Regions from separate parts of the Mus musculus genome. Here all the other regions are linked to region 3. A link is a contact called in public HiChIP or PLAC-seq and promoter capture Hi-C data. All regions are on one chromosome and are shown on one strand. Each heading gives the region's core, a stretch centred on a gene start, on an enhancer-like site or on the middle of the called end of the contact. The rest is flanking DNA. Distances are from core to core; before and after follow the strand shown. Region 1 holds the start of Ndufb2 (NADH:ubiquinone oxidoreductase subunit B2). Region 2 holds the start of Clec2l (C-type lectin domain family 2, member L). Region 3 holds the start of 4930599N23Rik (RIKEN cDNA 4930599N23 gene). Region 4 holds the start of 8030453O22Rik (RIKEN cDNA 8030453O22 gene). Region 5 holds the start of Adck2 (aarF domain containing kinase 2).

What was found. Promoter capture Hi-C pulls out the DNA fragments that hold promoters and counts their contacts. HiChIP or PLAC-seq counts read pairs in DNA pulled down with a chosen protein or histone mark.
Region 1: an H3K27ac HiChIP or PLAC-seq map of microglia shows a contact between it and region 3, with 8 times the contacts expected there. The contact joins the promoter of Ndufb2 here to the promoter of 4930599N23Rik in region 3. A contact is called at or near these places in 2 of 39 promoter capture datasets (liver and stem cell-derived epiblast-like cells) and 1 of 115 datasets of contacts at active chromatin or transcription factors (microglia).
Region 2: a contact with region 3 is called in an H3K4me3 HiChIP or PLAC-seq map of embryonic stem cells, with 4 times the contacts expected there. The contact joins the promoter of Clec2l here to the promoter of 4930599N23Rik in region 3. A contact is called at or near these places in 15 of 39 promoter capture datasets (3T3-L1-derived adipocytes, the C10 cell line, the HPC-7 cell line and 11 more), 2 of 15 datasets of contacts at CTCF or cohesin (the NIH/3T3 cell line and large pre-B cells), 4 of 484 Hi-C or Micro-C datasets (the HPC-7 cell line, bone marrow-derived macrophages, cortical neurons and 1 more), 10 of 115 datasets of contacts at active chromatin or transcription factors (bone marrow-derived macrophages, embryonic basal ganglia, embryonic forebrain and 6 more) and 1 of 9 other capture datasets (embryonic stem cells).
Region 4: a contact with region 3 is called in a promoter capture Hi-C map of liver, with 2.2 times the contacts expected there. The contact joins the promoter of 8030453O22Rik here to the promoter of 4930599N23Rik in region 3. A contact is called at or near these places in 3 of 39 promoter capture datasets (hippocampal neurons, liver and stem cell-derived epiblast-like cells).
Region 5: a contact with region 3 is called in an H3K27ac HiChIP or PLAC-seq map of microglia, with 9 times the contacts expected there. The contact joins the promoter of Adck2 here to the promoter of 4930599N23Rik in region 3. A contact is called at or near these places in 11 of 39 promoter capture datasets (the 3T3-L1 cell line, embryonic stem cells, hippocampal neurons and 4 more), 2 of 484 Hi-C or Micro-C datasets (LSK cells and neutrophils), 2 of 115 datasets of contacts at active chromatin or transcription factors (memory CD8 T cells and microglia) and 1 of 9 other capture datasets (embryonic stem cells).

Annotation. Positions count from the first base shown.
Region 1 is chr6:39,589,483-39,594,436 of GRCm38.p6, reverse strand. It overlaps Ndufb2 (NADH:ubiquinone oxidoreductase subunit B2), which reads right to left and starts at 1,872. Exons shown (of 4, transcript NM_001358797.1): 1 at 1,725-1,872. The coding sequence starts at 1,822.
Region 2 is chr6:38,661,103-38,666,066 of GRCm38.p6, reverse strand. Clec2l (C-type lectin domain family 2, member L) reads right to left here and starts at 2,998. Exons shown (of 5, transcript NM_001101507.1): 1 at 2,651-2,998. The coding sequence starts at 2,831. RefSeq lists an enhancer at 884-2,066.
Region 3 is chr6:39,115,628-39,120,714 of GRCm38.p6, reverse strand. It overlaps 4930599N23Rik (RIKEN cDNA 4930599N23 gene), which reads right to left and starts at 2,242. Exons shown (of 4, transcript NR_045813.1): 1 at 1,895-2,242. It overlaps Parp12 (poly (ADP-ribose) polymerase family, member 12), which reads left to right and starts at 2,366. Exons shown (of 12, transcript NM_172893.3): 1 at 2,366-2,908. The coding sequence starts at 2,556.
Region 4 is chr6:39,524,613-39,529,757 of GRCm38.p6, reverse strand. 8030453O22Rik (RIKEN cDNA 8030453O22 gene) reads right to left here and starts at 2,217. Exons shown (of 2, transcript NR_167680.1): 1 at 2,114-2,217. All of the region lies in intron 1 of Dennd2a (DENN/MADD domain containing 2A), which reads left to right.
Region 5 is chr6:39,570,650-39,575,726 of GRCm38.p6, reverse strand. Adck2 (aarF domain containing kinase 2) reads right to left here and starts at 1,851. Exons shown (of 8, transcript NM_178873.3): 1 at 521-1,851. The coding sequence starts at 1,426.

The DNA of each region.
Region 1 (4,954 bases), core at 623-3,122, 470 kb before region 3:
CATAGCAGAGCCGCTTCTGTAATTCCCTTGTTTGCCAACTGTATTTAACAGTTATTACCCAAGATCTACCTGTGCAGCCAGACCATAGTGGCACACACCTTTAATCCCAGGACTCTGGAAGCAGAGGCAGGCAGATCTCTGCGAGTTTGAAGACAGCCTGATCTACAAAGTGAGCTCCAGGGTAGTCAGGGGTACACAGAGAAACCCTGTCCCCAAAAGGGGTGGGGGGAGGAAAGGAGGAAGGCAAAATCTCAATAAACACTTGTGTGTCATGCTTCAGCCAGACTAAGTGCACTGTGGCAATCTAGATACCCTGAGGGGTCTCCCAATTAAAATAAACATGATGCTAAAATGAAATAAATAAAAGGTCCTTTTTCAAGTATCAGTAACTGGGGGGCTGGTGAGATGGCTCAGTGGGTAAGAGCACCCGACTGCTCTTCCGAAGGTCCAGAGTTCAAATCCCAGCAACCACATGGTGGCTCACAACCATCCGTACACGAGATCTGACTCCCTCTTCTGAAGTGTCTGAAGACAGCTACAATGTACTTTCATATAATAAATAAATAAATCTTAAAAAAAAAAAAAAAAGTATCAGTAACTGAGCACAAATGCCTGGGAAGCCAGTACTGAAGCTGGCATTCACAGGGATCCCACTCTGACGACTCAGAGACCCAAGACAAGTGGTCTATCATTAGACTCCTGAATCAAGCTGTAGCCCCATAATGAAAGGGCGAAAAGTAATAATAAATCAACGAGAAGGAAACTGAAACTTAGTTACCAGAAGCCAAACTTCAGGTAAGTTTCCACCTGAACTATTGCTGGGTTGGACCTTTTGTGGCCCAAAAACCCAAACCAAGGGCTGGGAACTTAGATGAATAGTGGAACCCTTCTTCCCCCGTTGGAGGTAAGGGAAATCCAAGCTAAGTAGTGAAACTGGACGGGAAGCATCCCCAAAACGGTATGAAGATCTTAAAAGAAATCTCGGTGGACAAAACCTGCCAGGTTATATGCGAGCGAGAGAGAGACAGAGACAGAGAGACAGAGACAGACAGAGACTGAGAGACAGATCAATACAACAAAATAAAGCTATAAGTATTACAAATCTCGGGTGGAGAGAAGGCAAAATGAGTAAGACACAGCATCCAATCTAGGATTTAAAGTGCCAAATCTAAACACTGACTTGGGGGCGCACGCCTTTAATCCCAGCACTCCGAAAGCAGAGACAGGAGGATCACTAATGAGTTCCAGGTCAGTCGAGGCTACACAGTGAGGCTCAAAAAAAGTGCCAAATTTTAATCGTAAAAATGTACCTAATGGTGAAAAGAACAGACTATACTACCTTACTGACTCAAGGTCTCCGTGTCTGCCCTGCCTGGACCCGTCTTGTCTCTGAGCCCATCTCCACCCGTCTCCATGCGCTCGGGACCTCCACTAGCCAGCTGCTTGGAAGGCTCAGTCCGGGAGACTGTGCGGGACTGGATTCTTATCACTCGGGTCTTAGTTAACGCCTCTCTCCCGCAACCCTGCGCCATCCCTTCACCTCTAGCCCACCAAGCCGACTAAAAGGCCAGTCTCGGTCCAGGCAAAACTACAAGACCCAGCATGCCTCGGGCGGCAGCGGAGTTTCACGCACCCTCCCGGGCGACTGCTTCAAGGTGACAGCGTCCGGATGGCAGCGCTGCCTGTTCAAGCCGGCCGAACCCTCGCCCCCGCCCGACACTCACTGACGGACTCCACTGTCTCCAGCCGCCCGCGCGCGGCAGCCCCGGAGCAGGCGGCCTCCGACGCGGCCGAAAGGTACCAGACGGGTGAGCGCAGACATACTAGCAAGACTGCAGTTCCCACCCCTGATGCGTCACTTCCCCGAGTCCCGGCCCGTGACGTCACTGCGTCGCACTGCGTCTCTACCCGGGCTGATGGTAGGCCACAGGGGACAAGTTCAAGCCATTGGCGGACCTTAGAGGCTCCAGGTTAACGGGCAGATAGGTCGTCCTTCAGGAGGAGCCCTGGCTGCCTCGTGGCACAGCCTGGCAAGGTGCTCTTGGCTGACCTTACTGCTGCTCCCTGCTTTGGCTCATATAGACGGTGCTTTCATGCATGTTCTTGCCACTGTGGGCCCTTGTTAAAGGCCTAAGCCCTTTCTGAACCACGCAATGTTTATTTTATAACATCGCAATGTTTATTTTATAGCATCGTTGTTTCAGCATTGTTCTGAATGACTAATCAGCCAGGGTGTTAAATTTCAGAACCTGGACTGGTGGCACGGGAATCACCTGAGGAACCCAACCCGGCACACTCGGAATAAGTCGGCCAGGAACATGGGGGAAAGTTCCTAACGCCTCGAGCCTTAGCCAATTCGAGGTTTTTTGGCATTTCCTCTTGTTATTAATGTAATAAGCAAGCAGAAAAATAAGGACATGAGGGCAGTCCAGTTAAGATGCAACACCAAGATGGCAACAAATCGAGACCTGACTTCAGCCGTAGAAATGTACTCGCAGTGGGAGCTGTAACACAAATAGATGCACGTAGACGCGCAGATGCGCTCAGTCTCCGGCCATTAGTGGGGAGGGAATATGAATTTTCAAGCTCATCCTCATAAAACAAGACATACATATCTGTTCCGAGTTACTAGGTCTATAGGATAGCCTACTGTCATCTTTCCAGAAAAACTAATTTTTTCACTCACTTCAGATTTCCTTCAAGAAACAAAGGCTCCACTGGCTATTAAAATAGTCCGCCTTCCTCGGCCTGCTTTTTTCTCTCAGTATTGCCTCTGTTGAAATCTGGATAGACTCCAAACCTAAGACTACTCCTAACCCCAAGAGGTTGTGAGAAACGGACTTTTTTCTATAAACAGTAGCTAGCACACCAACAGTCAATACTCTAATAATCTCCACCTTGTAAAATTATTCAAGTATTTTAATCATCTGGAAAACCTGTTTACACAAAGGCCTTCCATTCTGACGACAAGAGCTATGGACCCCTTCCTTCCCTCCTTCCTTTGCATCTATTAGGAACTATCCAACCATGGCAGAGTCTGAGGTCGCACTCTACCAATAGGATGAGACACAGTCATCACCTGTATTAGAATAACAACTGAACTTCCCGCCCTAGTGTGCTTGCAAGGCCACTGTAAGTTATGGCACATTTTACCAAAAGAAAAATTAATAATAATAATAATAATATGTTGCTTTGCAGGATTACTTTCGCTATGATCTAGTGGGTAGGGGTGTGTGTGATACCAAGAATATTGATTCCAACAAGGTCTTCCCTGGTACATTATGGTTTGGGTTGGTTGATTTGAAGAACATGCAGTTTTAGGTTATAACATTAGTGTACCAACATCACATATTAGAAATTTGCTATGATGTTTCATATTCAAGAGTCAAGTACTCATCAAGGCCAGACTTGAATTTAGTGACTTGGAAGCATCAAATATGACTGATAATTTGCCTTCTGTGCCCATATGTGGGCCTCTTTGCCCTTTTATGTAACAGGAAACCTGTCCTAGGAGTCAAACCCAAGGGAGACCTTGAGTGTTGTTATGTGTGGGCTCACATGTACCATGGCATAAATGTGGTGATCAGAGCACAGTCAATCAAGAGATTATTCTCTTCTTCTGCCATCTGAGATCCAGGCTTCCATTATTTTATTTGTGTGTGTGTGTGTGTGTGTGTGTTGCCACTGCATCCACGCAGTCAGAGGAAATCTGCAGGAATTGGTTCTCCTTTGTCATGCAGGTCCCATGAACTCAGACCAGAAGGTGTGGCCGAACACACCTCTATTCTTGGAACCTGCTAAGCTACTTCACTGGCTTTACTAAATAGGAATCTTTTTCTTTAGCTCCTCAAAGCTTTTAAAGACAATAGCCCCTCCATTTTCTAAACCTGACTCCATCCCACCAACTTTTGGCTCCCAAATACTGACTTTTGACTGGCAAACTGTGTCTGCTAAATACAAGCCTTGGGTTAAACCTGAACCTGTAGAATTCTATGGATGGAAGTTGACTTTCCAGTTTATAGTCAATGGCATGGTTTTCTCTGAGCTACTGTCCACCACTCTTTTTAACAACTCGTACAAACCACTAAGAGAGACAGATCGTGAATGGAAAGCTCACGTCTCAAACTACATAGCTGTCTAGCTCCAGGCAAGACCACAGAACAAACACAGCTTATATTTCTAAGAGGCCATAAAGGACCCGTGAGATGTTCCATGTGTAAACAGGTTGGCCATGCATACCTAATAACCTGGGTTGTTACAGGATATTTGAACCTATTTCTAGTTGTGGTGTGGATCAGCCCTTAGGACACACATTTAATCCTTCTGGTTGGAATATAGACACACCCTTAGTACTCGCTTTTAATCCCAAACAATGAAGGTAAAGTTAGCTTGTAGAAGGAAGCACCCATGTTTGAAAGTGATGTCTAGCCGGGCATGGTGGCACACGCCTTTAGTCCCAGCACTCGGGAGGCAGGCAGATTTCTGAGTTCGAGGCCAGCCTGGTCTACAAAGTGAGTTCCAGGACAGCCAGGTCTATACAGAGAAACCCTGTCTTGAAAAACCAAAAAAAAAAAAAAAAAAGAAAAAAAAAGTGATGTCTAATTGAGTGGCAGACAAAGTGATGAATCACAGAAAGATTTGACAGAATAGAGGATGACCAACTCTCACAAGAGAGAGGGAAGGGGAGCTACTGAAGGGAGAGGCAGTGCAGGAATACAGGAGAGTTGAGAGAGTAGAGCAGCACAGAGAGGGAAGAGGCAGTTTACTGGGAGACTTTTACAGAGACAGATTAAAGAGAGAACAAGCTAAATACAGGTAAAGACAGAACGAGCAAGAGAATGAGAAGGAACCAGAAGATTAGGAACGATTGCTAGAGTTAGTTTGAGGCAAAGCAATGCAATTCAGAGGCCGAGAGAAAAGCCAGGTTGAGTAAATCAGCTTGGAGAGGAGTTTG
Region 2 (4,964 bases), core at 1,749-4,248, 460 kb after region 3:
AAGGAGGCATGGCAGACTCTTCTGAGAGGGCAAGAGAGGAGAGCTGTGTGCTCAGAAAGTGCAATTAGAGTCTCTCCAGTTAGCCCCTCTGAGCCCAGTGTCCTTGGTCGCACAGGAAGGGAGACAAGCTTTTCCTAGCAGAGGGAAGCAAATCCCTTGGCGGTTTCAAGTGTTAGTGGCCGGCGTGTCCTTGAGTGAGATATTCAACGCCCTCACTCTCCACATCCTCTCCAGGGCGGATGCACTCATTAAGGGTGGAGAGGAGAGTCAAGGTGTAACCAAGCCCACACCCTGCCCCATAGGTGGGGCCTCAGCTGCATGGGGCAAGGATGAAGGGGCAGGTGCCTCTGGGGGCTCAGCTATATCATTTCAGAAGCTTCTCCGGCTTTCTGTCAAGATAGGGGCCAGACTAAGCAGAGGCTGCAAACCCACTGGGACCCCAGGATCACCTGTGAACTGAAGTGAGGGCTCAAAGAACTCAACTCAAAGGACCCCATCCGAGAGGCTGGCCATCCTTGCTCCCTGGACTCCTCCCTCACCCAGGCTGTCGGGTTCTATGTTCAGGGAGCTGGGAAAGGAGCCACCACAACTGAGCCTACACTCCAGACCTTTCTCTGATTAGCACCGTGAGGTGGAAATCTTGCCATGGTTCACAGACGAGAAAGGTGGGGCGTAAATAAGTGAAGCCTACCAGCTGGGACAGTAGCTCATGTTGACCATCTCTCTGCACCTCACCAGACTATTCTAGGATCTCTGTGAGGGCTGGATATGCCCAGGGCCTAAGATGGTGTCTTAGCACCATAGAAAGAACAAGCCAGCTTAAAGGCCCCATATGGTGGCAGCCACTGATGAGAACAAATCCCAAGCCCCTGACTCTCCTCTTTGAATGGAGGTAGGGCACCAAGAGAACTAAAACAGAATAGTCATCAGGCCAAGACACCAAGCCCCCGAGAGCCATGGTGGGGGTTCAGGGGCAGGGAGAGGGCTCTTATGTGCACCAGAGGCCAAAGGAAGAGCAATGGCAATATCAGTGATATCAGTGGTCCTAGTTCAGATGACACAAGGCTGCACTACAAGAAGATGCCAAGAAGGGTGATGTGCTGGACCACCACAGAGAGAGGCCTGCTTTCCTCCATCCCAGTGTGTGACCAGTGGACAGGCAGGGTCAGTCAGCCATACTGGCAGTAGGAAGGACAAGAGTCAATATATTCAGGGCCAGAGATAAAGCCAGAGCCAGCCAGCCACACTTCCCTGAAATAGCTCTACCCAGTGGGGTTAAGGGTAAAGGTTAGTAGAGCTGACCCTTTCAAATACCCCCCCCCAAAAAATGAAGAAATACAGACTAGGGAGGGAATGACATAAGAAATACCATTGGTAGGAGGCAAGCTTAGGTCCCTGGGAAAACCCAACCACTAACCAGAAACATGCATCCCAGAAGGGCTGATTGGCCTTTAAGCCCACCCAAGCTTCTGGTGGTCCTTTGTAATACCTTGCATCCGGGGAAACTGTGTCCTCACCTCCATGGTTCCTACCCACTATTAGACTTCCTTAGAGTCTGCACAGCCCTCCACAGGCAGTGCCTGGCCCTGGCACACAGACTTCAGCCAAAGGTTCTTCATGCTCTGCTGCCCCATCGCCTATCTGGGCACAGGTGGCCTTGTCCCTTCCAGGCCACCACCCACCTTCCTCACTACGCAGCCTTCCACAGCAGGTCCTCCCCATGGAGATCTGCTGACTTAACCCCTCGGCAGCACCTTCAAACAAACAAAACAACAACAAACTTCTGTAGCCTGGCCTGGGTGGTCTCTCAGATCTCTTGCTCATATTCTCTCTCCCCCTCCATCCCTCTTTTCTCATGCCCTCATCAGCACCCAGCACCCTAGGGTTCAGTTATCCACAAGGAACTGGCTAATTCCAGCCACCTCCTGTCGTCATTCCTTGACCTAGTGCACCCTCTCCTGTCTGTTCCACACCCCCAAAAGATGTCCTACTCTGAGATGCCCTCCTCTGACTCAGCCCCTAGTTAACGCTATCCAGTTCCTACTAGGTAGAAGCGTGAGAAGTACCTGGAAGCTGACCCTCCCTGTGTCCAACTCCTGCATCTCCCGAGCAACACTCACCACTCACTGGACGCCAACCCAAGTTTCCTAAAACAGTTTGTGAACTGAATGAAGTCTCTTCGCTCAGTGTCTTCTAGATAGCCTGAGGTCACTCCCTGAGCCAGTATAACAAGAAGGAATTGGTGGCATCCCAGAATGGTTAGGAAAGTCCTCTGGGGTTTCCTCTCCATCAACCCCATCACTAGCAGGGCGCCCCCAAGGTGCAGGGAATCAAAGCTTTTGCTTTTATGAGGCACTAAATGTTTTCTCTACTAGAGATTCAGGCTGCCACGAAGGTGCTTCACTTTCGGACCCAACTAAGGTTTGGAGCATAAAGCTTGCTCCAAGGTCAAAGAGGGATTTGGCAGCAAAGATTTGTCAAAACAATGACCTGAGGTGGTCCCCAGGGACCCCTTTCCCCTCCCATAGTGACATCTGCCTCCCCTGATACTAACGAATCCCCCTGATCCATTCCTCTGCGAGCTGTCAAGGTGACTGGCCATTTCCTGGGTCTTGACTCAGGGACCGGGGATGGAAGGCTGAGCGCTTACCCTCCAAGGCCGCCTTCCAGCTGGTGCTGCCCTCGTAGCCTGACCCGGATCGCCTCAGCAGCCCCTCTGGGCCACGGGCCTCTGCCTCCGCTGGAGAGCGCGGCCTGGGCGCAGCGGGCGCGGGACGAGCTGCGGGGGGCGGCGGGCGGGCGCGCGCGGGGGGCTCCCGGGCCGGCTCCATGCCGCGACGCGCGCGCGCTCCTGCACCGGGCAGCAGAGCCCGGCCCCACGCGCACTCCGCGCTGCGCGCGCCCCGCGGGCCGCCCAGGCCGGCTCGGTACTCCGGGACCGCGACGTCCGCAAGCCGGGGCTGAGCCCGGCTCCCGCGCCGGAGACGCTCAGGTCCCCGCCGTGCGCGCCGCAGCCTGCGCGCCGAGCCCCGCGCGGGGGAGGAGCCCGGGCTGCGAGGGAGCCGCGACCGCGGGGCGGGGTTGCGGGGAGGAAAGACAGCCCAGGCCACTGGCCCCGCCACCGGCTCCCTCGCAGCTGTGAGCCAAGGTGCTCCTCCTCCAGAGTCAGCTGCTGGGCATCTTCTAAAGTGGGGGGAGTTTCCCAAGACAAGGACCTGGGAAGGCTGCTCCTGGGGTGCCTTGGAGGCAGAGAACAAGGATGGGGGCTGGGACTTGTCACCCCCACCCCCACCGCATCCCCGACTCAGCGCTGCCATGGTCCAAGGGGACAGGGCCAAGCAGCACTGCAACCAGAGAGCCATACTGACCATCTATTGCGGTTCAGGGACTTTTCTCCACATTTTGTCTCTGTGTGACTGTTAACGTTTGCACATAGAAGCCGGAGGTCTTCATTGGGTATATTCACTCTCCACTTTTCTTTTTATTTTTAAATATAGGATATCACTATGCAGCCCTAGAACTTGCTATATAGACCTGGATGGCCTCTGACTCTAGCCTGCCTCTTCCCCTCAAGTGCTGAGATTAAAGTCATACACCTCCACACTTGATACCATCTTTTTTTTTTTTTTTCTTGAGCCAGGTTCCCTCATTCAACTTGGGGCCCACCAATTCAACTAAAGTGAGCTGGTCAACCTGCTTTACGGATAGGTCTGTCTCCCCACCCCACCTCCCACTTCCCACTGCTGGGTTAGCTGCTCAACACCAATGCAACTTTTTACTTGAGCACTGGGGATCTGAACTTAGTCCTTAGGCCTGTGCCACAAGCACTTTGCCTACGGAGTCATTCCCTCTGCCTCTCTTCTGAGAGTTTTGAGACTGAATCTCACTTATAACTCTGGCTGGCCTGGGGCTCGCAGTAGACCAGGCTAGCCTCCAGCAACTGTCCCCCTGCCTCTTCCTCCCAAGTGCCGGATGACACTCATGTGTCATCACAGCCTAGCTAAGCTGCAGGAACTTGTCACATGTCCCAGCCAGCTGAGAATGGACTTCAGGAAGCCTAGGGCACAGATGGGCCTGGGAGCCCAAGCCAGTCATCCAACTGCTTGGGACACAAAGCAGAAGAATTGAGAGTTCGAGGTCTGCCTGGGTGGGCTACATAGACTGAGGCCAAACTGAAATGTATAGCGAGGTCCTGTCTCAAGAAATAACCAATCAAAAGGGCCAAGGGAGTTCCTGAAGCAGCCGTGGCAGATTTGTGGTTGTCATGGAGATGTGAGGCATCTTGTAGGTCAGATGCCCTCTGTGACCTTTCCTAACCTCTTCTCTGACCTCTAGGAATCTACCATAGTCTCAGCCTCCAGTGTGGGTAATTCTCAGTGCGTGCTCCCACACCCCATGTGTGTGTGTGTGTGTGTGTGTGTGTGTGTGTGTGTGTTTGCTTGTGGATGTGATGTGAGCTCTCAGCTACTACTCTAGCACCAGACCCGCCTGGCTACTGCCATGCTTTTTGCTGTGATGGCCCTGGATTCTAACTCCCTGGAATTGTAAGATCCCTATAAACTCTTTCTTCTATAGGTTGTGCTGGTCATGATGTGTTTTCACAGCAATAGAAAAGTAACTAAAATACCTAGTATGCACAAAGCCCTGGGTTCTACCCCTGAAACCTTATTAATTGGGTGTTATTCAAGGTTATCCTTGATTACATAGTAAGTTCAAGGGCAGTCAGAGCTAAAGACCCTGTGTAGATGATGATAGTGATAGTGACGGTGATGGTGGTCATGGTGGTGATGGTGGTGGTGATGGTGGTGATGATGGTGATGATGGTGGTGGTGGTGATGGTGGTGGTGGTGATGCAGGAGTTGTGTTAGAAGGAGGTGGAATGTGAATGCCAAGCACAGTAGTTGTTCCCTCTTAATCCTCCTGGACTAAGACTGGCCATGTTCTCTACTTTAGAACATTCTCCA
Region 3 (5,087 bases), core at 993-3,492:
TTTTTTCCCAATCAGATTTTATACCATTTTATTTACATGCAAGTAGTAAGGTCAGGCAGTACAATAAACACAAATAGTCAAGGAGCAAGCAAGGCAGTAAACACAGTCCCGTGATCACCATTCCTAAGGGCTGATCAGGAGGACCAAGATATCGGAGCCTACTTCCCCATCCTAACCCAAAGTCAGATTCATCTGCGGTGTGGGGTGGAAACAGGGTTTCTCCCTGACTGTCCTGGAACTCAACTCTGTAGACCAGGTTGGCCTCGAACTCAGAAATCCGCCTGCCTCTGCCTCCCAAGTGCTGGGATTCCCAAGTGCTGGGATTAAAGGCGTGCGCCACCACTGCCTGGTCCAAAGTCATATTCATGCCTGAAGCCTACTTCCCTGTTCTAGCCTAAAATTAGATTCCTGCCTGAGTTTACTTCCTTGTAATGGCCCAATGTCAGATTCCTGTCTGAAGCCCATCTCCTTGTCCTTGGCCAATGTCCTGCCAAGTGGCCCGAAAGTTCTCCACAACTCATGACCTCTGGAAAAGCAGTCAGTGCTCTTAACTGCTGAGCCCCCAAAATCTAGTCTTTATACTCATTTTTTTTTTCTTTTTTGAGAAGGGTTGCTGCTGGGAAATTGAGCCTAGTGTTGTATGTGTTGTATGTTTATACAGTCTACCACTGAGTTTCTGGCCCAGCCTGCTGTCTTTTTTTTTGTGGTGTGTGTGTGGTAGGATGTCATTTCTCAGGAGCTTTCCGCCTTTTTTTTTTTAAGTTTATTTATGTATATGTATGTGTGTGCCACAGCACACATGTGAAGGTCAGAGGACAATTTTGGGGGTGTGGGGTGTTTCTCTCTCCATCCCCTTTTACCTGGGTTTTGGGGATCCACCTCAGGCTGGCAGGCTTTGGACAGCAGGTACTTTTCTCTGCTAAGCCATCTCTCCAGTTCCCGCCTTATTTTGAGACAGAATCTCTCACTGGGTTCCAGGGTTTGCCAATTGGTCTACTCTAATCCCATTTTATTACATTTTTGTAGTAATACTCCCCCCCCCCCCCAGCACACACCTTCCTAAGGATTGAGCCCAGGGGCTATACCCTCAGTTGCTCTTTTCTGTAGTATTTTATACTTAGAATAAAATTTTATTCATTTTAAATTAATTTTCTAAGCACTCACCTCCCAATTTTCAGCCTTCACCTTTCCTTTTTCCACTTTCCTAGTACCTCCCACACTCCACTGTGACCAAAGTGTTGGGTTTGCTTCATGCTCACTCAAAAACATCCTACTGTGTACACTTTCAAATCCAGACTGGACTAGAACTCAGAGATTGCCTGCCTCTGCCTCCCAAGTGCCGGGATTAAAGGCGCCTTCACACCTGTCGTGCCTGGTGTCTGAAGCGTCCAGAAGAGGGTGTCAGATCCCTCCTGGAACCAGGGTTACAGGCAGTTGTGAGCTGCTATGTGGGTGCTGGGAACCCGGCCGAGGTCCTCTTCCAGAGCAGTGCGGCCGCTTAACCTCCGATCAGCCCCATGGAATACTACTTGATTACAATCTTTTCTCACAACATACTAATGTCCTTCTAGGTCAAACCCAGAGAATTAACATGCTTGTTAAACTCTTGTTGTCTGAATCACCGTCTTACTGTTTCCAGTACTCCGTCCTCTCCTGTGAACATGACTTACTAACGCTTTTATTCCCGGGAGACTCCTGGAGGAAGGAATGGGGGTGCCAAAAGTCGTATTTTAATAGGTATACCCCCACACACCCCCGTTTACTTACCCCGAGAACGTTTAACTCCCAGGGTAACACACAGGAGAGTTCTTTCCGGTGAGGAATCGAACTAGGTGCATCACCTTTACTCAGAAGGGGCGAGGGAGGGAGGATCGGCCCCCTTTAAAGGACGTACCTACGCTTTCCTTCTGGAAATGCGGGATCCGCTACAAAAGCGGAGTGTCTGGCAATTCGGAGCGACTGTTTCCGTTTGTTCCGGGGTGCGGTGGGACCGGGTCCGTCGTCCCCGCTTCCGAGGCCCGCCTGCTAAAGCCCGCTTTGGCTCGGGCGACTTCTGAGCCCCCCTGAGCGCGCCGGCCGACGCACCAACCGGCCGCAACCGGCCGGCGCCGTCTGGAAACTTCGCTCGGCTTTTCCGAGATCGAGGTTGCTGACTGAACCCCCCGCGGCGTCCCTCGGGCCTAGCTGAACGCGCCACTCGCCTCACAGGACGCTGCTGCCTCGAAGGGAGCGGCCACGACTCCCTCAGACGCGGGAGTCCGGCCCCGTGAGGACCCGCGCCCCGCATCTCCGGCCGCGCGACGCCTCGAGGCACGCCGGGTCGCCCAGTGCGCGCGCAAGCGAGCGCGGGCCGCCGTCGAGCCGCGCGGTCCCCAGCTGGCGGCCCTAAGACAAGGGCGCCGGCTCCTCAGCTGCGGCCCGAGGGCGTGGCAAGGCCCCACGGCTCCTGTTTTCCCGGCCGGAGCCCGCTTTCGGTTTCGTTTCCTTCCAGCGAAACAGTGGGGCCCGGCCCGTGAAAGGCGCCGCCGTCCGTGCTAAGCCTCAGTCCGACGGCCATGGCCCAGGCCGCGGTGGCAGTGGCAGAGGTGACCCAGCTGCTGTGCGCGGCGGGGGGCGCCTTGGAGTTGGCGGAGCTGCGGCGCCGCTTGCGAACCAGCCTGGGGACCGACGCGCTGGAGCGGCTGCTGCGGGACTGCGGGCGCTTCGTGGTGGCCTCGCGGGCGGTCGTGGCCGTGGGCGCGGGCCGGGAGGCCGCGGCGGCAGCCTCGGAGCGCTTGGTGCTGGCCGTGTCGTCGCTGCGTCTGTGCCGCGCGCATCAGGGCCCCAAGCCGGGCTGCACCGGGCTCTGCGCGCAGCTGCATCTCTGCAAGTTTCTCATCTACGGCAACTGCAAGTTCCTGAAGACCGGGTAAGGACGCCAACGGTGGGCTTGGGCGGATGCTCCTGGCCCTCCACTCTCGGACCTCCACCCTCGTCCCGTGATTGGGGCAGACCGCTAGGTGACAGTTCCTCAGCCTCGCCTGTCCTTCACTCTCAAGAACGTTTATTGATCACCTACTTAGTGACTGGCAGTGTATGGTGGACTAGCACAGATAGAATGTGGTGCCAAGAGGGACACCTGAGCATGGCAGTATGGCCCCCAGGAGGGAAGCTGGTCCTCAGGGCTGCTTTGAGGAGCAGGCAGCAAGGCTTGCTGTCCCAGCTGTAAGGAGGCTTTGGAAGTGCCACTCAACTTCTGTTTGTCTGTTTACAAGCCGAAATTCAGAATTTCAAGATCCATAGAGAGTTCCGCTCTCCTCTAGCCACAGACCTTCCTGGGTGCCTTTCTACACCCCCACCCCCCACCCCCCACTTTGTTTCATTTAGGTGGCAGAGCCCTGTCTGGAATGCCCTTCCTGGTTTGCTTTTTTAGCGCCTCGGGCAGGAGCTGAAAGATTTTTCGCTTTTTTGAGCTTTCTCTAACTCTTCCACAACACACTTTATGTCCTTATTAGTCTGGGCTGCTCTCTGCTTGCACCTGCAAGGTGATTAGTGAAATCTGTTTATACTGAAGAATTTGGGCCTCACCTTAAAGGTGATAAGGCCTGTTGAATGTCAGCTGTGAGGTTTGTGTTTTAGGAAGATGTCTTGGGTAATGATTCGGGGATGCTGGGTTAGGAGAGGATGTTGGAGACTTCATGCTTCGAATCTAGTCCAGTTATCTAGAAGGATTAGTTTCTTCCCTCCCTGCTTCCTTTTGCTGTAACAGTAGACATCACTTTTTATGATGTCAGGTTAATAGTCACGTTGGGTTAGTAACCTTGACCTGTGTAGTCAATCAGGGATCCAGACTGGGTACAGCTGCACCCTCAACACTTTTGAGACAGTTCTAAGTATCAAGTTCTGGGGGCTGAAGGTCTCCCTGGTAGGAAGTCTGGTGGGAAGTTTGTGTGGGTCAGGTCTAAAAGTGATAAATATCCCATTTACCTGAACCTGTCTCCTACCCCTACCTAAGGGGTATGGTCTAAGAAATGTGGTCTTTAGGACTTATTTATTCGGAAATAATACAGATTAGAACTTGTCCAAACGAGGTGTATGCGAGAGATTTGGGGAAATTAAAGGGGAGTGTGCCAGCGTGAAGAGAGGCTGTGGGAGAGATGGTGACTCTTGTTTCTGTTCCCACTGTGGACTGAAAGCCAGAGAGGGTTTGAGATCTTTACTTAAAAGGAAGGCTAAACCCTTACCTACTGATTTGGAAGCTGCTGGGTGGTAAATACTGTGGCCCCAGTCACAGATGTCTTCAGTCCCTGACTTCCAGACCTGTGCTCAGGAGGCAGTGTGCTTGCCTATCAAGAGCGTGGTCTGTGAGCTAGTTAGTTGTTTCAGTCCACCTCTGCTCTTTGCTGCCTAGTAACCCTGGGAAAGTAGCGTTCTGGCTGACTCTGGCCCCTCAGTGATGATAAGATTACTTACTTCACAGGTTTGTTGAGGCAATCTCTGTTGCATAGTAAATGCTCGCTAAGGTTATGTTGCTATTATTGCAGTTATTTGTATACTTGGCTTTGGCAGCACGAACTTAGCTTCCCTTCTTCTCATCTCATTTTGTCATCTTTTTCCTAACCCCTGAAGATGTGGCTTATTTATTGTTTTATACCTTCCAATGGCCTCTCCTCAGTTCTTGCCTGGATCCCGACTCTGCAGTGCCTTTTTCCTTTGGTGCCACTGTATTCTTATCACAGCTGACCTCAGACTTTCACTCCATGTGTGAGTTCTTTTCTGTTGCATTCACGAGTTGGGAGAGAGGAGTCAAGGTTCATGGTTTCTGATCTGTAGGGGCGGAGGGACAGAGATGAGAGAGCTAGTAGGAGAAGAAGGTTTGGGGATGGATCCAGGAATTTGGCATTCTTTCAGGATGTTTACTACAGATGTTAAGGTATGGTAATGTCTGCATGCTGCTTGCCTGCCTTTCCAGGTGTCCCAGACTGTCATTAAAGGGTTGTCCCTGAGTTCTTAGGGTGGAGTACCAGTGCCTGGTTGATATGTGCTCACCAGATGCTTATGGGTTGAAAGTACAGAGAAAGGGAGCTGCAAAACAGGTGGACCAGGAA
Region 4 (5,145 bases), core at 968-3,467, 410 kb before region 3:
TATATAGGTGGTGGCGAGCCTCTTCATGTGGCTGTTAGAAGCTGAACTCAGGTCTTAGTTCAGTTCCTAAAATAAAAAGTGTTCTTAACCACTGAGCCATCTCTCCAGCCTGGATTTATTATTTTTTATGTGTACATTTGTGTGTGTGTGTGTGTGTGTGTGTGTGTGTGTAGTGTATGTGTTGCGTGTGTGCCATAGCATGCCGGTAAAGGTCAGAGGAGTCAATTTCTCTTACCATGTGGGCTCTGGTGGCGAACTCTTGATTGGCAGCAAGTATCTCTACCCACTGAGACATCTGTCTAACCTATTCTAATCGTCAAGGGCAAAAAAAAAAAAAAAAAGAAAGAATGAATGAGAGCAGCATACTCCATACTTGTGAGAATTGAGACACTCTGATTGCTAAATGTGAACCGCGCATGCGTTCTTTATCTCTTCACTTCCAGACTCTGCTGCCCTTTCAGATTCACTCTTGCAGTAGGGCTGGTCCCCAGGAGCCTGTGATTTTAGTACTGGGCGTTATTACCTGGTGGGAAGTGACTTCACTTAAGTGTCACGCGTTTGGGGCTAAAGCTACTTAGAAGCATCCCCTGGAAGGATGGTGGTGGCTCTGCTCCATCTGGAAAACGCTTTGCTTCCTCAGACAGTGGGGGGAAGGGCTCCCCTCAGGGAGAGCTGCTGCAGGAGCTGACTGCAGTCCAGGCACTGTCCTGGTGTGCTCCTCAAGGAAGGAGTCAGAGTCTTACTTAACTTGGAGTCTCCTAGAGCATCCTGCACACAGCTTGGCACGAGCCTAAAAGAAAAAGATGGAGAGCTGCCTGGCTCAATGGGAGAAGATTGCGTGGTGGGTGTTTGGTCTGTGGAGCCAGAGTGCAGGCTGTAGAGAGCAGGGGGGTGGGGTGGAGATCGGCTGTGCTCCCTTCTCCCCACCCCCTGGCCCATGTGGCTATCTGCCAGAAGAGGACAGAAAGGCAGTGTCTGTGGGCCCAGCCACATGGAGAGACTCCAGAAGCTTCAGCTGTGTGAGAGTTGTGAGAGGGACAATGAGTTCCTTCCTGTCCCTGAAAGGCCTTTCAGGGCTCCCCTCCACTGTGGGATGGGTGGACCTGAGCTCCTAGCTTCCTTGGAGAACTGGGCTCGGTTACACCACAGATTTATTCCAGAGTATATGGTGCTGGGTTGCCGTAAAGCAACAGCTAGACTCCTGGGCAAGTCTATGCTCCAGTTCTCCCTGTGCCCAACTCCCAATGGCTTCGCCTGCTCCATTTCAGCTTTCAGGTCCCTCCTTGCCTGCTTCCTCTTAAAAAGAGTGTTTGTGCACATTATTTATTTGGATGTGCACGCACACTGGTGAAAAGGACAGACTGGGGCTTGAACTCAGGTCCTCGGGTTCGGTGGCAGGCACTTTTATACCCCCTGAGCCATCTCACCAGACTGTGTCTTCATTTCATAAAGGGTGATCCATGAGTGCTCTATTTTTATTTGTCTTATGTTTTAATTGAATTTATGTATTTGTTGTCTTAGTCACTATTCTATTGCTGTCAAGAGACACCATGGCCAAGGCAGCTCTTTTAGGAAGGAAAAGGGTTTAACTGGGGCTTGCGTAAAGTTTCAGAGGTTTTACTCCACCCTGATCGTTATGATGAAGAGTGCTGGGACAGATGGCACTAGAACAGTAGCTGAGAAGTTTACATCCTGATCCCCAGGCGGCAGCCAGAGACAGACAGACACTGACTGAGAGAGGCAGAGACTGACTGAGCCTGGCTCATGCTTTTGAAACATCAAAGCCCACCCCTGGCAACATACTTCCTCTAACTGGGGACTAAATATGCAAATATATGAGCCTGTGGGGTCATTAACATTCAGACCACATTTATTTATTTCTGTCTCTTCGCTGGCCTTTCCCTCCTGGTACCTAAGATCTGTTAGCATGTTTTGAAACAGGCCTCTTGATTCCTTTGAGGAAGTTCTGAGCCAAGACACTGAGTACCCTCAGTTTTACCTGGCAGGTAGAAGTCTTGGAAGCCCCAGGAGATCATGTGACCTCATCCACCTAAGACAGATTTTCTAGTTTCTTCTTGCCACCTCCCATTCCGGGTGAAATGGGGCCACATACCTGCTTCCTTCTGAAGGAGGGGCCCATGTGCCTCATGGAGTCTTTATCACTGGTCCTCTAGGCTTCCTGGAGTCTCTCTTGGTGCTGACATGGTGACCGTGTGCAAGCAGGCCACAGACAGCCACAGCCCAACTGGAACTCTGAGCTACAGATTGGCTGACAAGTAAGAGCCGCCCTTAGCATGCGCATGCGCCCTGGAAGTAGATGAGCACGCTTCTCCACCTCCTTCTGTTCTCCCTAAGAGTGTAGGAACTGACGGCCTGTCTACTTCTCCCTTTTACTACTTGCACCTACTCCCTTTCCTTAACCGGGGAATGTCACTCTCCTGAGCCTCCTGTCAGACGGCTCCTTGAACTGCCTTCATTTGAGACTTGAGAGGTCTGGATATTGCTGAGTGAGTGTTGTGTGCCTTCCAGGCCAGGGTATCTTTTTCTAGCTATAGAATCACGGTTTTTCACTTCTCTCTAAACGCTAAAGCTTTGCAGCCGTAGCTGTTCCCATCTTCTGCTAGCGGGAAGCCTTCCCCCTCCTCACCCCCCCCCCCCCCCCCCCCCGCTCATATTCTGCTATCACCAATCTCATCACAACTCTCAGCAGCCCAGACGCTAGAAACAGGAACTGCAGACACCCACGGGTATAAGAGTCACGTGGAGAAGACACTCTGTCAGTCCTGGGGACAGTTAAAATAGTGTCATCGCCCTGTACGCTTCTTGCTTGACCTTGGTAATGTTCTTCCAACAAGCCATTGTCTCTTCCTCGAGTATTGTTGAGTCACTCCAGGTATTTGAAAACTATAATGGTCACAGTTAGTTGTAATTAGTTGAGTGCCTTGGGATATATATATATATATTTTTTTTTTTTCTTTTTGGTTTTTTGAGACAGGGTTTCTCTGTATAGCCCTGGCTGTCCTGGAACTCACTTTGTAGACCAGGCTGGCCTCGAACTCAGAAATCCGCCTGCCTCTGCCTCACGAGTGCTGGGATTAAAGGCGTGTGCCACCACGGCCGGCTAAATATATAGTTTTATAATGCATATTTATATATTTAAATGTGTTTATTCTATTTTAAAATATATATATTTATATAATATATAAACATTGTATAAATATATAGTATATTTATATATAAATATATATGCTTATTTTATATATATTCATTTATTAAATGCATATGTACTATCAACCTACCATACACCAGTAACAACAAACTAGATTATGCGGCTTCTGCATGCAGAAGGCTCTCGTCTACAGAAGGCAGCTAGCATTCCTCCTTTTAAAAGAAAAAAGGAGGACTAGGTACATGGTTCGGTGGTAGAGCCCACCCAGCTCAATTCCTGTGCTCACTCTCCATGTTGAGAAGGAAAATGAGCAAGGGCTCAAGCCCCAGTCTTTCATCCCCTGTCCAGAGCCGTGAGGTAGCATATGTGACTGGGGGATTCTGCTCTGTTGGTGGCTGCCAGCAAGCATACACTAACCTGGATGGTCACATTCTCCCCTGTCTGCCATTTCAGTTCTCAGGAAAATAGCAATGAATGGTGATTCTGCCTCAAATCTAAATTCATCTACCATCCTGGAGACAACTAAAAAATTCTTTTTTTTTTTTTTTTTTTTTAAAGATTTATTTATTTATTATATGTAAGTACACTGTAGCTGTCTTCAGACACACCAGAAGAGGGAGTCAGATCTCGTTACGGATGGTTGTGAGCCACCATGTGGTTGCTGGGATTTGAACTCTGGACCTTCGGAAGAGCAGTCAGGTGCTCTTACCCACTGAGCCATCTCACCAGCCCTAAAAAATTCTTTAAGGATTGGGAGGTGGCTCAGAAGTTAAGAGCTCTTGATTTCCAGCACCCACACAGCAGCTCACAATCATCTGTAACTCCAGTTCCAAGGGTGTGGCACCCTCTTCTGGTCTCCAGGGACACCAGGCATACATGTGGCACACATACATCTATGCAGGCAAACACTCTTGCATAAAGTACAAATAAAATAAATACTATTTTTTTCTTTTGTAAGCACTATTATGAATCCTAATTGTTTTCAAAAAGAAATTCTACTCTGATCACCATGGAAAGTGTATTTGTGCTCTCTCAAGTTTGAAATTTATACTGTGCAACCAAGAACAGCAGCCTAATTTGTGGGCCCATGATGTAACTAAGGGAGAGGTCTTTTATATAAACAACTCCTGGTCTTTAGAATGCAAAGTTATAGTAACAGGATGAATGCAGTGGCTAACTATGCATGCCTTGCTGTGAACCTTAGCTGGAGTTCCTTGGTCACTATACAGTCAGATTTATGTAAACTTGGGAAATGTGCCCCGCTAACTTCACACCTGTTTACAGCACCCACGCATCTAGATACCATACATAGCGTGATCTATGCTGTGCAAATGTTTTCTATTTCTAAGCACATATATTCTCACTCTCATTAGCATTCAGATATTTTCTGCCTAAAGAGTCTTTGGCACCTTTGTGGTACTGACCTCCTAAAGTCATATTTAGAGGAGTCTAGTTCCACATGTATATGCTAGACAAAGCTATCTGCAATCACAGAGGACCTCTTTTATCCACTAAGAAGCCATTTGCCACATGGGGTTTGTGAGTGTCTTGCAGGCATCTGGGGCAACTGAGGGACTTGAGTTCAAATAGCTACTCATGGCTGCTAGAGACTGTATTGGACGGTGCATTGCTAGGCCATGTATAAAATCTAGATCTCCCTGTGGACTCACATTCACTCAGGCAACAGGTATCACTGACTCCAGCCCTGCCAGGGAAGTAGACATAACAACCTCTCTCCTGGAGAGCCCTTTCAGTGGGGTACATGCTCCAGAGAGAGTCCTCAACTCACCCTGGCTTCCCACCTCACCTCAAGGCAGTTTGTTAAGCCTAGGATTGGCAAAGACTTACAGACTTGTGGCATTATTTTAGTTTTTAGTCATTGCTGTGCTGGGTATGGATATTTCCTGTGTGAAATAGTTGGGTATGGCAGTTTATGATCCTAGCAATGGGGATGCAGAGACAGCAGGATCCCAAAG
Region 5 (5,077 bases), core at 602-3,101, 460 kb before region 3:
CACTACAATAAATAAATAAATAAATAAATAAATAAATAAAAGAAATAGCTTGAATTTAACAGGTATTGGTTGAGCTACAATAGCAATAGCAGCCCTAATCCAAACTCAAAATGCTTCAATATCTGACCCGGTAAAGGACTGACAAGTGAAAAATTCCAAACCTGACCTCAGGTGATGCAAGGTCATTACACAGGTGCACTAAAAGTACTTCATGAAATGACCTATAGTCTACATGTCTAAGTTGTGGAGTGTGTGTGTGAGACATAAATGAATTTCACGTTTCGTGTTTAGACTTGGGTCCTATCCCAGGCTATCTCATCCAAGATATACAAATGCTCTACAATCCAGAACCGTATGAAATCCAAAACGCTCCCATTCCCAAGCATTTTTGGAGAAGGAATACTCAGTCTTAGAACAGAAAGCAATGTGCCCCTCACGAGGGTCTCTTTCGGATCTGGGGCAGACAGCTCAGTGGGTAGGTACTTGATTAAAGTGCTAGGCAAGGTCTGAGAGCACTTACTTTCACTGCCACTGGGATGAGGTGATCTGACTTAGGCAGATGCCAGGGAGCCTGAGACACACCCACTTCTGACCCACCAAGGTCAGCTTTAGGAAGAAGCAGTTTTTCTAGAAATGCTTCGTCGGCAAGGTTTTCTGAAGGCTTCCGGTCTTTCATAAAGGGCTCTCTCTGCATCACCACGGCCCTGGTTCCTGGGGCAGAGAGCTCCCCAAGTCTCCAGATCCTGTCTTCCTCCAACAAGGAAATACTAGCGAACGCTTTGTACACTTGGGCCACACAACCTGAACCTACAGGTTCCCGGGTCTCGAAAAAGAGGAGGCTGCCCCAATCCTCCCCAAATGCCTGCTGGAGTAAGTATTCCGTCCTTGCCCAAGGGTGGGGGGTCACCTGGACATGCAGCTTGGAGAACTGGGTACAGAAAGCCTCTGAAAAGAGGTCGCGCCGGGTGCTGGCCCATTGGCCCAATTTGATATATGTTGGGCCTGAGGTCTCTGTAGCTTTGAAAAGCAGATGGAGCCAGAGGGTGGAGAGGCCAGGGGCCAAGTAGGTGAGAGGGTACAAGAAGAGGAGGGGGAAGAATTTCGCCAAGAGCACACCAGCGCGGAGCCCTAGGCGGAGACACAGTAAGACGCGGGCCAGAGGCCCTTCTTGGGCCACCTTCTCCACTAGTCCATTTTCCGCCAGGTCACTCCAGTGAGTCTTTCTCTGGCACAAGCTGCCAGGCGCCCCCTCTCCAACACTGCCATGGGCTGAGATTAATTTGGGCAAAGTACCTAGCAGAAACCAACATAGTCTGGCATTGCGAGAGCATCCCAGGGGTCTGGAATGCCCAAGTTCCTTTCTGAACTCAAAGCATCTTAAGTGTGACAAGCAGACCCTGACAGACAAACGCCAGGGGGTCACCATCCTCTCTAGACCCCTTGGCCTAGACTGCTTGTTCTCTACCTAAAGGGAAGCCATTGTGGAGACGCTCCGTGCCGAAGCGGGGATGAGTCGGACCGCGCCCCCTAGCGCAGCCCAGGAGGGGAGGGATAACGGGGACCTGAGCCGGGGACCACGGGTGACAAGCTGTCCAGCGCCAGAGCTCAGAGTGCAGGGAGTCGCCGAGCGCCAGGGACGGAGATGCGGACCCGCGGCCTAGAGAGAACGACGAAGCCTCAGAGGGCCGCGGGAAGACCTGAGAGGCGCGCTCCGGCGGGCTCACGGGCCAGGCTCCCGGGGGGCGGCGGAGATGCCGAGCCGATGGCTCGGGACCTGCACAGAGCGGGCAGTGACAACCAGGCAGAGAGAGAGAGCACTAAGCGTCCGGGCCAGCGCTGCTCCCAGCTTCCGGTACCTGGTTCCGCCCTCTCTGCCCACGACATGCTCCTTAAAGGGGCCACGGCGCGAACTAGGGCAAAAGCGCCTGGGCACATCGAGTTCCTGTGATGATTTAGAGAAAAAACGCAGACGCGAGCTCTGTAGCCCTCTTTTCCGCGTCTGCCTTTCCTCTTCACAGCCTCGTAGCTTAAATCCTAGAAATATTAAACTACACTGAATATTACAAGTGGGTCCAAAGGAAGGACAGATTTTTCAGCTGCTGAGTTCTTGAGTCTCAGGCTACGCTGACTTAGCGGCGGTGTTTAGACCTTAGGGAATGGCTTATACACTTAACTAAGACTTATTGAGCCAAATCAGGTCTTTCTTGAATTTAATTTAATATTTGTTGAGTCACAAGAATATATACTAAACTAGATAGGTAACGATATTATTTTATGTCAAGCCCAACGAAATAAATGAGTTCGATCCGTGGAACCTACATGAAGGAAGGATGTCACCAATTCCTTTTAAGTCGTGTCCCCCACATACAAAATAAATGTCATAGAAATAAAAATGTAGCAAGGGCCACAGAAGCAGTGAGGAGCTGGTTGAATCATAGGCTGGGCTACTTTGGAGAAGAAAAAAAGGGTGTTGGGAGAGGAGCCAAATAAAAGTTCCAAAGTAGGAAAGACTTTTGATGTTCTGAGGGGTGTGTGTGTGTGTGTGTGTGTGTGTGTGTGTGTGTAGGTGATAGAGCATGGGAACTGAGCCTACATAGCCAGGGAAAGGGCTTGCAATTTCTTCTCAGCGCTCTGGAACTTAAAAAGCTGCCTGCCCTGGGGCACCACAGTCCCTACTACCTATCAACAGCTTTTGTCCCTGTGTGGAAAGAAATTTGCACAAAAGTCTGACCAAGGGTAGATTTAAAGACATCCCAGGTGAAAAGGATTATAGAAAAAGAGAAACAAGGACAAGGCCAGGGTTCCTATCACTGGACATGTCATTCAACCTCAAGACACACACCCCCTGGCCATCCAGAAGGCTCAGAAGATATAGTAATTTCTCCAAAGGTAAGATCAGGGCCACTAACAGTCAGGAATAGTGGAGTGGCCAATGGCTCTTCCTGTATGGTCAATAACAGTCCAGTTCCTAACTCTAAAAGATGGGGTACACCCTTTGGGTTTCCCAAGGCAGACATGATGCCTTACACTGCTTTGAAATGTGGTCAGGTGTCAGGCACGGTGCCCTCACTTTCAATTCCAGTAGGAAAGAAGGAAGGAAGGAAAGAAGGAAGGAAGGAAGGAAGGAAGGAAGGAAGGAAGGAAGGAAGGAAGGAAGGGGGAGGTAAGGAAGGAGGGAAGGAGGGAAGGGAAGGAAGGGGTGGGCAAAATCTGTGAGTTGGAGGTCAGTCTGCTTTGTATAGCAAGCTCCAGGCCAACAGGGACTACATAGTGAGACCCTGTTTCAAAAAAGCAAAATAGGGCTTGGAGAGCGATGGCTCAGTGGTTAAGAGCACTAGTTGTTCTTGCAAAGGCTCTGGGTTCCATTCTTAGCACCCGCATGGGGTTTACAGCCATTCCTAATGAACAAGTTCCAGGGGGGTCTGTGCTCAGACCCATATACATGTATAACACTCACACATAATATAAAATAAATAAATCTACCTAATAAGAATTTTTAGAAAAGAAAAAGAAATGTGGGCAGGCACTAATTACAAAGTATCCCCTTTCTCCTGACTCACTTGCCTGTTCTGCCCCAAAGTTGTTCACAGAAGACTTGAATTGTTCTGAGTCCATCATTTTAAGCCATGGCAGTGTACTGGCTAGTTTTGTGTCAACTTGACACAGCTGGAGTTATCACAGAGAAAGGAGCTTCAGTTGAGGAAATGCCTCCATGAGATCAAACTGTAAGGCATTTTCTCAATTAGTGATCAAGGGGGAAAGGCCCCTTGTGGGTGGGACCATCTCTGGGCTGGTAGTCTTGGGTTTTATAAGAGAGCAGGCTGAGCAAGCCAGGGGAGGCAAGCCAATAAAGAACATCCCTCCATGGCCTCTGCATCTGCTCCTGCTTTCTGACCTGCTTGAGTTCCAGTCCTGACTTCCTTGGTGATGAACAGCAGTATGGAAGTGTAAGCCGAATAAACCCTTTCCTCCCCAACTTGCTTCTTGGTCATGATGTTTGTGCAGGAATAGAAACCCTGACTAAGACAGGCAGCTTCTAGGTTGTGACCCCCAGACAACTTTTTCTGGATCTTTATTTCTCCAAAAGGAACACAGGAGGGTTGTCCAACTAAAACTAGACAAGATCCCCCAAAGCAGTATTTTTCAACCTTCCTAATACTGCCTAGCACTGGGCTTCCTAGTGCACAGGACCCCAGCACTCAGGAGGTAGAGGCAGGTAGAGTTCAAAGCCAGACTGGCCTACATTGGGAGCTGCAGGTCAGTCAGGGATACAAGGTAAGACCCTCTCTCAAAAAAGGACTGGGAATTCCTGGAGAGACAGCTCAGCAGTTAAGAGGACCCACGACTCATTCCTAGCACCCAAATGGCTGCTAACAACTGGAACTCCAGCTCCACAGGCTCCAATTACCCTTTTCTGATTTCAGTGCATGTCTGATGCACAGACATACATGCAGGCAACACACCCATACACAGAAGGTAAATAATAGTTTAAAAAAGAAGACGCTCATTAGGGAGAGCTGACTCTACCCCTCGCCTGGGCAGGAGCTGGACAGGAGGGTGGGAGGGCAGGAGGGCAGAGGGGCAAGGGGGGAGGAGGGCAGGAGAACTGGCCCAGCCTTTGCCAGCCATGGCACTACCCTTGGCATGGTACGGTGCTTTGAGTATGCCTAGTCCAGGGAGTGGCACTATTAGAAGGTGTGTCCCTATTGGAGTAGGTGTGGGCTTGGACTTTAAAATCCTCATCCTAGCTGCCTGGAAGCCAGTCTTCTCCTAGCAGCCTTCAGATGAAGATGTAGAACTCTCACACTGCCATGCTCCCGCCTTGACGATACTGGACTGAACCTCTGAACCTGTAAGCCAGCCCCAATTAACTGTTGTCCTTTATAAGACTTGCCTTTGGTCATGGTGTCTGTTCACAGCAGTAAAACCCAAAGACACATGGACAGTGCTGGAGAACTGCCAGGCTGACCAACTCAGCTACCACCCAGGCCCAGATCCAAGGCTTTGAGTTGGCCCACCCCAACATCTACCCCACCTATAAACTGCTGGAGTGTGTAAAAGGACTGGATCCCCAGAA